Regions from separate parts of the Oncorhynchus mykiss genome. Here region 1 is linked to region 2. A link is a contact called in public Hi-C data. All regions are on one chromosome and are shown on one strand. The core of a region is the stretch at or near the end of the contact, and the rest is flanking DNA. Distances in the headings are between cores, read along the strand shown. Region 1 overlaps LOC110519941 (zinc finger protein ZFPM1). Region 2 holds the start of LOC110519941 (zinc finger protein ZFPM1).

Region 1 (5,560 bases), core at 2,218-4,717, 65 kb after region 2:
GGGCTCCCTGCTGGCTGTGTTTTTAGAGTGATAAAGTAGCCTATACTTAAAGCATAAGCACTGCATAAGAGAACGCTACAGTACTAGTCGTGTATCTCTATCACAGGCTCTTATCACAAATAAACTTATTCAACCACTGGGCTTCTGAACTCAAAATGAAGTTTTGCATGTGAATGTCAGCATTCTTCACATTTCTGTCTGTATTCCCAGGGTTACATTTTGTCAACACTGCCTTGCCAACTTTGGGCTTACACATATTTTTCCCCATTTTGTTTTAAATTACTTGATCTTATTTAACATATTTGGATTTTGCATGTTCGGCATCTGCTCTTTCCTAGTGTATGTATTTTGCAGATAAAAGTTCAGCAGTGCAGTTAAGAGAAATTAGTTGGGTAAACAGTTGTAAATGTCAATGATAAAGTTCTGTTGAAGCTCATCTGATTAGCTTGGCGTCGCAGGTGTCTTATCTTTGCTGTGCAACAGAGTGTAAAATGGAAATTATTGCGTCCTGAGCATGAGAAATTTGTATTTTTTCAACTGAACCGATGCAGGACCCAAGGGACTGTGTTAGACCATTACGTTTCTATATCCTGACTGGAGTAGTGGGTTCGCTTTCTTTCTCTCTATCTCTCTCTCACTTTCTCACAGACACTCATATTGTGACTGTTAGCTCTGATGGTCTCTCCAAGCCTGCACCATAGGGCTCCTGTGTACCGGTAGCGGCCCATCTCTTTTCCTCAGTTGTGAGGTGCAGAGCAGAGAGGGGGATCCTCCATGCTGAGTGAGTAGGGGAGAAAGCTCAGGGATTTGTCATTCAGCAGAGGTTAAACCCCAGCTATTAGTGAGGGGTCGGAGTGCGGCCCTGATAAAGACTTCCTGTTGTACTGTGTCAAAAAATCAATGGCTACGCAGCGATGTGCTAATTTGATATCAACAATAGCCTTTTAAAAAATCAATTAGCCCTGATAGAGGAGACGATGATGTTGGGGAATAGGGGAGATCCTGCTACAGAGGGTTGTGTAACTATTTTTTACGCATTGAGATCCAATCAGATGACTGAGTCCTTTTGAGCATGCTCGACTCCCATAGGATGGTGCAGATGATCATGCGTGTTGTTTTGCAAACGTGACGACCAGCACAACGCTAGGTTAGGTTGGCCTGTTGTAACGTTGATGTAAGGTTGGTGATGTCATTCATTTCCCAATACCACAAAGTTCTTGTCCACCTGAACAATTTCATAGACAATGAACTACTGCACAAAGACAGGTGTGTCCAGTAGTCTGATGATATGTTGAGAATGAATAGATAAGTGTAAGCTATGTATATGATCAGGAAGTGCTACTGTATCTCTTTCTCATAACATTGTTTGGGTTATCAAGGCTGAGCTCCAGTGCCCCTACAGGACTGTACTGTAAACTACAGTTGTAGGTATTATGTTAACATGGTATAACTAACAACCCTTTTCGGCAGTTAAATGCAACAACAAAACATTATTTATGAAAAAGCAATCTATTAATATGGGTTTTGAACACAATAATCTGTTTACAATCACGATAGCTGTACCTTTACTTTATGGTTTATGCAGCTTCCTGGCCCTTAGCCAATTGGCATTTCTCAATGAGGTCAAAGCACGTGAATGCATACAACTTGTATTTACGACTTCATTCCCACCTCTTGCTTGGTTACGAACGCAGCGTTACCTGAAGGTTTCTTTGTTCCTCTTGAAGGATTCAGAGAGGAAGTGGATTTGCGTGAATCTGTTAAATGGCCCATGTGCCATGAGGTCACAATAACACATCTAAACATGTGAAACAAACAGATTTTTTATACAAATGTATGGCCTCACTTTTGCAGTATTCTCCCTCCAGTACTCCCTCGTCCTCCTAAACTCCCTCTATCCCCCTCTGTCTACTCATCGGGTAATTGCATTAGTCATTTCATTAACGATAGGGTGATTGTTTTATTGTCTGCTGTTGTAAAACGGACAGGACGCCCCAGTGGCTGGTGAAGCAGCCATATTGATAAGGCTTTGTGTGGACACTGCCAGAGTGGAGCTCTATTGATAAGGCTGGCTGATAGGTCTGTGTGGACTGTGGTGCAGGATCCCTATTGATTAAGCCTGGTCCTGCATGTGTTTTGTGGGCACTGTCTGTGGTCAGGGCCGTGGATATTCTTGAGGTCTGCTGTGTGGGGGCATAGAGATGGTTTAGAGGCAAGGAGAGGGGCCAGCATATCAAGCGGAGTGGCCAAGCGGCAGGGCAATGAACAGGGCTGTGGGGCTTTAGAGATGGTGTAGAGCCTCTACAGAGGGGCCAGTATCAGGCTGAGAGGCGAGCACAGGGCATTGAGCAGTATTGATAAGAACCCCAGGTCATTATGGGGGTTTGTGGTGTGCGGTAGTGGTAATTAGCAGGGATTAGAACGGTAGGAGGCCCTGCGTAGCGTAGCACCGTGCTAACCTGTAGGGATTACCCATGTGCAGTGATTAAAATGGGCCTCATGATCACTCCTCAGTGGGAGGATGAAACTGATCTAGATTTTTAAGCCACCTGTTGGATGGTGTGCCGACGCGGCTGACCGTGCGTCGGCAACATAGAGCTGGGACCTCCCATCCAGGTTACCTCCCTGTGGTACAGTTGGCAGAGAGCGGGAAATGGGGCGTGGCTGATCATGGAAGGATGATGGAATATTTTTAGGTTCTAAACACCGACACTCAGTGTGGTCTCTGTATTTTTTCACAAAGGTAAAATCCCAGCAGACAATTTCACAATTAGGTTAATGGTGGTGTTCATGCTGATAAGGCATCATGTGACCGAGGCCAGCCAATATCAGGGCAGCAGACTGGACATTGATGGAGTGTTGAGATTAGTTGGTCAGAGTGTGATCTGGCCAGGGGTGCTGGGAGATAGGCCTGGACACTGGACTTCAGCCTCGCTGATGTGGACAGGAGACTTACACAAGCACATCAAACGTATGGGAACCACATGTTTGACTCCGTTCCATGAATTCCATTCCCCACATTACAATGAGTCCGTCCTCCTATAGCTCCTTCCACCAGCCTCCAGCTTGATTTGTTCCAATCTCCTTCTCACTACTGCTCCTTCATTTTTTCCCCTCCTCTACTCCTCCCTCTGTCTCTATCTCCCCCTCTCTCTCGTCCACCCCTCCCTCTCTCCCTTCCCCCCCCTCTCCTTTCCTCCCCTTCTCTTTCTCCCACTCTTGGCTGTGGGAAAGCCATTTTTATCAGCATCTGTCTGTTGTTCTCTGGTGGGGATAGATACAGAGAAGATAGATGAGTGTTTTGACATAGAGAGTGTTAGACAAACACTCTTATCAGCCTGGCACTTTAGCCCGACCCCCGAAAGAGAAGCTGAACCATGGAGGAGGAGGGAGGGGGGGGGGGGGGGGGGACACAGAGCAACAGAATCAACATGGAGGGAGAGGGACAGCTGAACGTGGTGGTAAACAGCAGGTTCCAATGGTACTGCACTGTAGAGCACCATGGCTATGTCATAGGACAGCTTACTGTAGGTACTGGACTAAGTGAATTTCAAGATTCCTTTCCTAATCATTCCTTTTTGAGAGATGTGTTTTTGTTTAAGCTTTTGAGATCCTACCTTTGTGATCCTACTTTTGAGATTCTGCACTGTGGGATTGTAAGGGATATGAGTGTGATAGTGAAGGACTCTCCTCCTCAGTGGCCTGAGGCTCCCTCTGTCCAAGTCTCACACTAATGCCTTGACTCCCATGTCTTTTTCTCAGTTATCTCCTAAGAGGAAGTACAAAAGTTTGCTGCTCCTGCTCAGTCCACTCTGTGCTCAAGGCAACACCACACTCCCCCTAGTGTTGGAATCATCAGAGCTCTGGCCATGACATGACATAGATTAGGGATGGGCAACTTTGATGGGACACCAAAAAATCTGTACTCATTATGAGGGGGCCGCAGTACCTCGCAGGTCTGTGTACCCACATCCATCCCCACACATGCAGTCAACTGATTTGTGCAATCAATCTATTTTTTTGCAGTTAAACTACTTTACCCACTTAAAGGTTTTACACGCTCAACAGTTTCCCGTGTGTATAAAGAATGGTCCACCATCCAAAGGACATGCAGCCAACTTGACACAACTTTGGGAATTGAGGCTGTTCTGAGGGTAAAGGGGGGGGGGGGGGAATGCTGATAATTGTGGAAATGCGGATAATGCCCTTTTAGTGTAAGAGCTGTTTGAAAAGATCTCCTGAAATGTCTGCCTTTTTTGGTGGGATTGAACTTAGTTAATAGACAAATAAGAAAGAGTTCCAAACCTCTCAGCCAATAACAGCTAGTTTTCAGTTTTCTCCTCCCCACTCAGAACACTCAGAAACGTCTGCATTGGACCTTTAACTACAAGCATTATACCAGTAGTCAGGGCCGGCAGTAACCTTTTGGGGGCCCTAAGCGAGATTTGTTTTGGACTCCCCCCACCTCGCAGGCAAAACATTATACTGGCCCCGGTCTTGACGGCAGATATATATTTTTAAAATGTAAAGTTCATTTCCTGTAATTGTACACATTTTGCTATAAGGCGTAGAGAGATTTTCTGGGCGTTCGTAAACTCAAGAGCGTTGTCACGTTGTCCGTTCGTAAATTGAGAGCGTTTCACTCTCGGAGCGTTCAGAGCGCACACTGGGCGCGCTCTGGCCGAGGAGTAGGATTGATTCGAGCGTTCTGTTCTAACAACAGCAGTCAAGCACCCAAGCTAGTTGGCTAACATTGGCTAGCTTGCTAGCTACTTCCAGACACAAATGAGAGAACAGTTAACTCTGACCATTTTACTTGCCCAGCAGAGCTGGTTAGGCTGTTTTTATGTTATCCAAAACATTGGTGACTGCTGTGCTGCTGGCCACAATTTAATTACGCTTTTTTGCCAACGTTTACTGACACTGGCCATATTCAATGGGTGTTGAGCATTTGTAAATTTGTCTGCGCTCTACCAGCTACGTCTATCGACAGTTGTCGCAGTGACATCATGAACATTCTATTGAAATGGCTACTTGCATAGGGGTGTCTTTTGTTTAGACATGTAGCTAGCTAGCTAAACAATGAACCTAAATCCAAACTCATAACATTACTAGCCTGCGTAAATCTGCAGGTAGCTAACCAACCAGGTCCAATGTTCGCTAGCTAACATTAGGCTATAACTAGCAATGCAAATGGCTCTGAGATATGAATAATATTACTACACAGATCATACATGTAACGTTAGCTAGCAAGCCAGCCAGCTAATGTTAGCTAGCTAGCTAACAGTACACTTTAACTTGACAAAATTAGAAACTTGTAATATCTGAAAATGTAGCTAGCTAGACTCTCTTGCCCATATACATGGATGGACACTTCACCCTCTCTGTCACGGAGGCCATGGTTGCCCTTAGTTTGAAGATGTAATCCGGAGACAGGTGTTTTATACAACACAGCCTTCTGTGTGTTCTCTTTTTGACTATGTCTGCATATTTGCAATCAAATGCCAAAGTTTGCTCCATCTCCTTAGCTGTCATACTCTAATTCCGCCGTGCATTCCAC
Region 2 (5,853 bases), core at 913-3,412:
CTTTGAATCCTTACCCTGCTAAGGACAATGAACACCTCTTAAAGCTTTGAATCCTTACCCTGCTAAGGACAATGAACACCTCTTAAATCTTTGAATCCTTACCCTGCTAAGGACAATGAATACCTCTTAAAGCTTTGAATCCTTATAAGTATTAAACACACTATGTAAGCACATGCATACAAGTACTAAACAAATAGGTAGGCACACACACACACGCACACACACAGGTATCATAGTATAATTCACTCACTCTCAAACAGCTTTTTCATGTCATTCTAAAGTAGTAACATGTAGTAATACATGTAGTAATACATAGTAATTACCACATGATATGACCAGATAATGTTGTTACAATAACAGCATTACTACACAAGTAGAGCTATGTATTGTGTAGTGTTACTGCTCGGTCTTGCAAGTATAATTTCCCATGACTGTCTTAAATTCAAATGTCAACGTGGGATCTTGTGTGTATCTATGAAGTAAGTATCAAATGATGTTCTAAGATCTTCAAAGACGAGCATGATCTGTGTGTATCACATTATCACATGTGACAGTATAGTCTCAATTTCTGTACATCATCAAGACAAACTCATATGTGGACACAACATAACAGCTACCGTGCAGTTACACACCAGCCTTTTTCTACTGCACAAGATTTTCACTGTCACTAGATGGCAGCAGTGAATTTGACTTAAACATTTGTCTTGTGTGCTATTGTTTTGGTTGCTTGTGATTTGTACTCAGTTGATGCCTACTTAAGATTGATATTGTTACAAATTCCTGGAATATTTGTAAAAAATGTTAAACTGAATAAAAACGCTTAAACTATTTTTTAAGTATTGAGAATATACATTGCACACCAACAATCTATCACTTGGTTTCATTTTGGTAGTATAAATAGTGATGTGACTATTTTAAAGCCACACTCCTCAGTTTGTGCATACCCTAAAAGAGTGAGCTAACAACAAAAATGTAAACAATGGAGCAAATGCATCCCATAACATTTTCCTATACAAATAGTAGGCTACTTGATGTATACAGTCGGATACATATGTTCTCAATTAATGATATACCAGGATAGAGCAACATACATTATTTGAAGCTATATTTTCTAATGACAACATAAATCTAATCAAATTAAATTGTATTTGTCACATGCGCTGAATACAACAGGTGTAGTTGTAGACCTTACAGTGAAATGCTTACTTACAAGCCCTTAACCAACAATGCAGTTTTAATAAAAAGAAGTGTTAAGTAAAGAATAGATAAGTAAAAAATCAGAGAGCAGCAGTAAAATAACAGTAGTGAGGCTATATACAGGGGGTACCGGTACAGAGTTAATGTGTGGGGGTACCGGTTAGTCGAGGTAATTGAGGTAATATGTACATGTAGGTAGAGTTAAAGGCGTAAAAGAGTTGGGGGGGGGGGGGGGGGGGGGGTCAATGCAAATAGTCTGGGTAGCCATTGGATTAGCTGTTCAGGAGTCTTATGGCTTGGGGGTAGAAGCTGTTAAGAAGTCTTTTGGACCTAGACTTGGCGCTCCGGTACCGCTTGCTGTGCGGTAGCCGAGAGAACAGTCTATGACTAGGGGGGCTGGAGTCTGACCATTTTTAGGGCCGTCCTCTGACACCACCTGGAATAGAGGTCCTCGATGGCAGGAAGCTTGAACAATGTTCTAGGTTTTCCAGGTAAAACTTTGAATTGACTTTGAATTGAATTGCATAAAATGAAAAATGTTGCACATTACCTATGATATTGCATTTACGTGCACCAAAGATTTCCTTATGCAAGATTTCCATGTCTTAATTTTCTCATCAATTTGTCTTTCTAATTATATCATAGCTGCCTGTCATCTTTAAACGTGACGTTTTCAGGAGTCAAGTAAGTGTGGGTTAATTCCAAAAGATGAACTATCAGGCTACCTTATAGTTTGCACATTATACAGATCTAATACAGCATACCAATACTGTATTATGCTGAATTTCGACCATTTTAGAAAAGTTTCGAGTCAAAACAAACGTTATCAATTAATACAATTAAAGTAGGTTGGTTGAAGAATTTTGGGGCCTACAATTCACAGAAAAAACCCACCCATAACGGACACGTTAGCCCTACGTCAGACGCAGGGGGCGTTAGAGGGGCGTGTCGGCTCTGCATATCAGCTGTAATGTTTAATGTAACGCTCGCGCTCCATTGAAAAGTGCCCGCCAGTACTCGAGTGTTGGGCGGACTAGGGAAAAACAAAGGGAAAACGAAAACAGTTATAGGCTACATTGACCTCTATAGCGGCAACATTTTATAGAATACTTATAGCGATACAACTGCAGTCACTGGCATCCCGTAGGTGACAGTTAAGACCTCACAAGGAAGAGGAGGAAGGGAAAAGAGAAGACCGCACATCTGGGAAGATATTGAAAAGTAACTAAAGCTTACTTGGCCACAGGTAGTCCTCGTGCGTCAAAGAATATCAAAGTGCAGGTCATGCGGATATCTCCGGCTGGAGATCGATCAGTGTTTCAGTGCTAGTTCTTCCTAGGAAGATCACTTACCTTCAGCGGACCAAGAGCAGGAGAAAGACATGTCCCGAAGAAAGCAGAGCAAACCCCGGCAGATCAAACGTAAGGAAAATAATAAGTTCACATTGATCTTTATTAAAGGTGGTTCATTGCGAACATACTGTATATACTTTGACAGGTGGAATAGGTTTGTGACATTTAGCAGTGACCAAAATAATATTTCTACAAATGACATGCCAAACTATTATAAAAATGCGATTAGGCTATGCGACTATGTTTATAATAATGTTATGGAAATGTGCATTCTTTTTAGCCTTTGATGTAGGGTAGCCAACAGTTTCAATGTATAGCATACTGACTCAAATACATTTAAAATATAGGCTAGTCAACTAGCCTAATATCGAGCACATGTTATAAATGCTACTGTTTTAAATACTACTGTTATAAATGCTTAGTAGGCCTACTAGAGCACATGTATTCAAAATAATCTATCATTTTAAATATGATGTAAAGTACATCTCAGTGTAAGCAATGTTTTCGGCGATATCCTGCTCCACTGTCCACAGTGAGTGTGCAATCAAATGTTGTTTTGAAGTAGCAATGTGAACATCATGTGAAAGCTATAATTGTTTTATATGTAGGTTAGGCAAAAATAAATGGTTTATGCAGTTTGTCACAGTGGGTTTTAACATTGGGTTACTTAGTTAGGGCCATGTAGCCTAACTTGCAGTCTCTACCCGACTTTATTTAGTTGCAATATAGGCCCCTAGGCTTAATAAAACGTTGAATTTGCTTGCTCTTTTAAAAACGTTTTGTCCATTGGCAACTGAACTGTAACAGTGGTTTCCTGTTTAATTATGTTGTGGAAACGTCACTGTTCTCTGAAAAAGGCGATGTGAACGCAGATAAACTGCGATCCGATCGCAAGCGAGATAAAGATTAAAATTGGATCTTTTTTTATTTGTTTTCTGTCTGAAGCTGCACTGAGGCTGGCGTTGCATTTCCCCCGGCTTTTCAGTTCTCTTTCCAGAGATGGGGCGTCAGATAGCGCGCTTGCTGATCTCGCATTCTGATAGTGGGTTACAATTGGATCTTTTTTCATCTATCCTTTTAACTCTTTAATGCATAGGCGTTCATTTAAAAGGTCTCTCTCAAACATACACTCACTCCCTGGCTGCCTACTGCGTTTTGCTCTGGTGCCAGGCCCTCTTTCAGTTATTCATGCAGAAGAGATGCCTTGGTCCGATAAGCACAGTAGCAATATCTTGGAGGTTGAGTTTGAAAGGGTTGCTAAAAAATAAAGCAGAAAGTAACTCTTAAAACGAAAGAGAAATCACATGATAAGGTTATGCATAAAGTGCCCATAAAGATGCTTCTAGTAAAAGGCACACCATTGGGCGGTCATGCTATCTACCCAAATGGACTCTCCAACTTCCCAAATGGACTCTCTGCAACATGCCATCTTCAAAGCAGCCACTTGAAAAGGCTACATGAGAGATATAGGTTTTAAAAAGTATTTGACTAAGTATGGAAGCATTTTTGTAGGCTAGTGTTATTATGTTATTATTATGAAAAATAAAAATCCTCTTCACATGTTATGTTATTAATGAAGAGGATGATTGTTCTGTTGGCTAGCAGTAATGTAAATAATAATAATATAAAAAAGTTATTTCCTTTACTTAATATTTTCCCATAGTGGTCTTCCAATTGATCACCCATCAGTCTCACATTGACTGTGGATATAGTCCAGACACTGGAGAGGATAAATCTAAGCTGTAAGCATATCAGGGGTGTCATGGCCTTTGTCTTTATCAGTGCTTACACCATCATGCTTCCTGGCTTCTTGATGTGACACAGAAGTCCCATGATTCTCTTGTGCCTTGGCAGACATTTTAATGTAGGAGGAGAAGTGATAAGGACTTGGAGTTTGATGACGTCTACCATATTGTTCCATAAGCATCACAAGCTTGCTTCTCTGTACTAGCCCATATTTTAATTCATTACTGTGTTGTGGTTATAGCACACTTACTGGGCGGTGGTGGCATTTGGAATGCTGGACCAAAAACAGATGTGTCCAGCATTATGGAAGCCTCAACTCAGGGTAGATATTTGTCTACGTCTTTTGTGCGTAATTCTCCCGATGGTGAAGATCTCTCAAACTGATTATCCATTCCTCCTCGATGGAAAGATATGAATGGGGCACTGGGTCCGGATCTCAGGGCTTATATTTTGGCAGTTGAGATGGAGACAGGATAAGCAGGGCGGTGATCGCTCCCCCGATAGTGTGAGACAGATGGAGGCGATTGGGATTGAGCTTGCATTATAATTACATTTGGCTGCTGCATTCTCATCTTTGTCGTGTTTGTGTTGTTGTTTGGGACTAGCTGGGTGTATCTTTTGATAAAAAATAAAAAAAACGGGAGAAGCAGATAAGACCAGAAATAAGGATAGCAGGCCTGATAAGGCATAGTGGAAAAAATCCAGGAATACAGAAATGATAGATTGTAGGTTTGAAAGCAGACAGCTCGCCCTCTCTGAGATGTGCAGGGCTGATAAGGCTGCCTGCTGATCACTGATAGATAAGTTCAGTCAGATCCACAGATACAGCAGCATTCTCTGCAGCTCTGCCCTCATGACATCACTGATAAAGCTCAGAGGTCACCATGAATAATGCATGGCCGCCTATAGAAACCACAAAGTCACGTCTGTAGGTTCAGACATCTCTGAATTAACATTGACCTCATCTCTTTAGACAATGGCAGTTGCTCTGAAAGTGTATATATTCATCTAGGGTGTTTTTGAATTGAGATTTTATATAAAATAAATTAAACAGTTTGGATGTAACCCTGTTCTATTTTGAATGGAGGTCTTACATACACTTTTACCTCTATAGGTCATATTACATTTTGTTGTACTATTGAAAGATGAATCCAATCTTCCCAGGCCAGTAAAACATTATAATAATACATGGATCACACACACACAGTCTCATACACACACTCGTAAACCCATACGCCCATTTATACACACACAGCGCCTTAGTGGCTTTCTCTTGTGTGTTTTTCCTTCTTTGTTCTGCTTTTAGCTCGATGTGAACTTTTGATAAGCCCTGGGGCCCGATCTCCAGTGCAGATAGAGATTGCCAAGTGCGATTAGAGTTGTTATCAGCACAGAGCAGGCAGGCTAAGACTCCACTGCAATAACAAAGCCACACGGAGGAGCAGCAAGGCCTGGACCCTGGCAATCAGTTCCACCGTTAATGTGATTAATGTTGTATAATTAGATGATAGGTGTGAATGCATTTCTCTCCCTCTTCTTCAACCTCACCCTTTTCCCC

What was found. Hi-C and Micro-C count contacts between places; a contact is called where the count stands out from the background.
Region 1: a contact with region 2 is called in a Hi-C map of liver, with 7 times the contacts expected there. The contact joins the enhancer-like site here to the promoter of LOC110519941 in region 2. A contact is called at or near these places in 3 of 3 Hi-C or Micro-C datasets (blood and liver).

The regions. Positions count from the first base shown.
Region 1 is chr1:25,250,739-25,256,298 of USDA_OmykA_1.1, forward strand. The region is part of intron 2 of LOC110519941 (zinc finger protein ZFPM1); the gene reads left to right. Among protein-coding and RNA genes, the nearest start is that of LOC110519941, 64 kb to the left of the region's middle. Within about 2 kb of position 3,468, at least 5 of the 11 cell types and tissues checked have an H3K27ac peak or open chromatin away from gene starts, as enhancers often do. A contact at or near this core is called in liver, where this site is marked.
Region 2 is chr1:25,187,347-25,193,199 of USDA_OmykA_1.1, forward strand. LOC110519941 (zinc finger protein ZFPM1) reads left to right here and starts at 2,163. Exons shown (of 8, transcript XM_021596853.2): 1 at 2,163-2,618. The coding sequence starts at 2,579. LOC110520087 (beta-1,3-galactosyltransferase 2-like) reads left to right here. Exons shown (of 1, transcript XM_021597165.2): 1 at 1-801.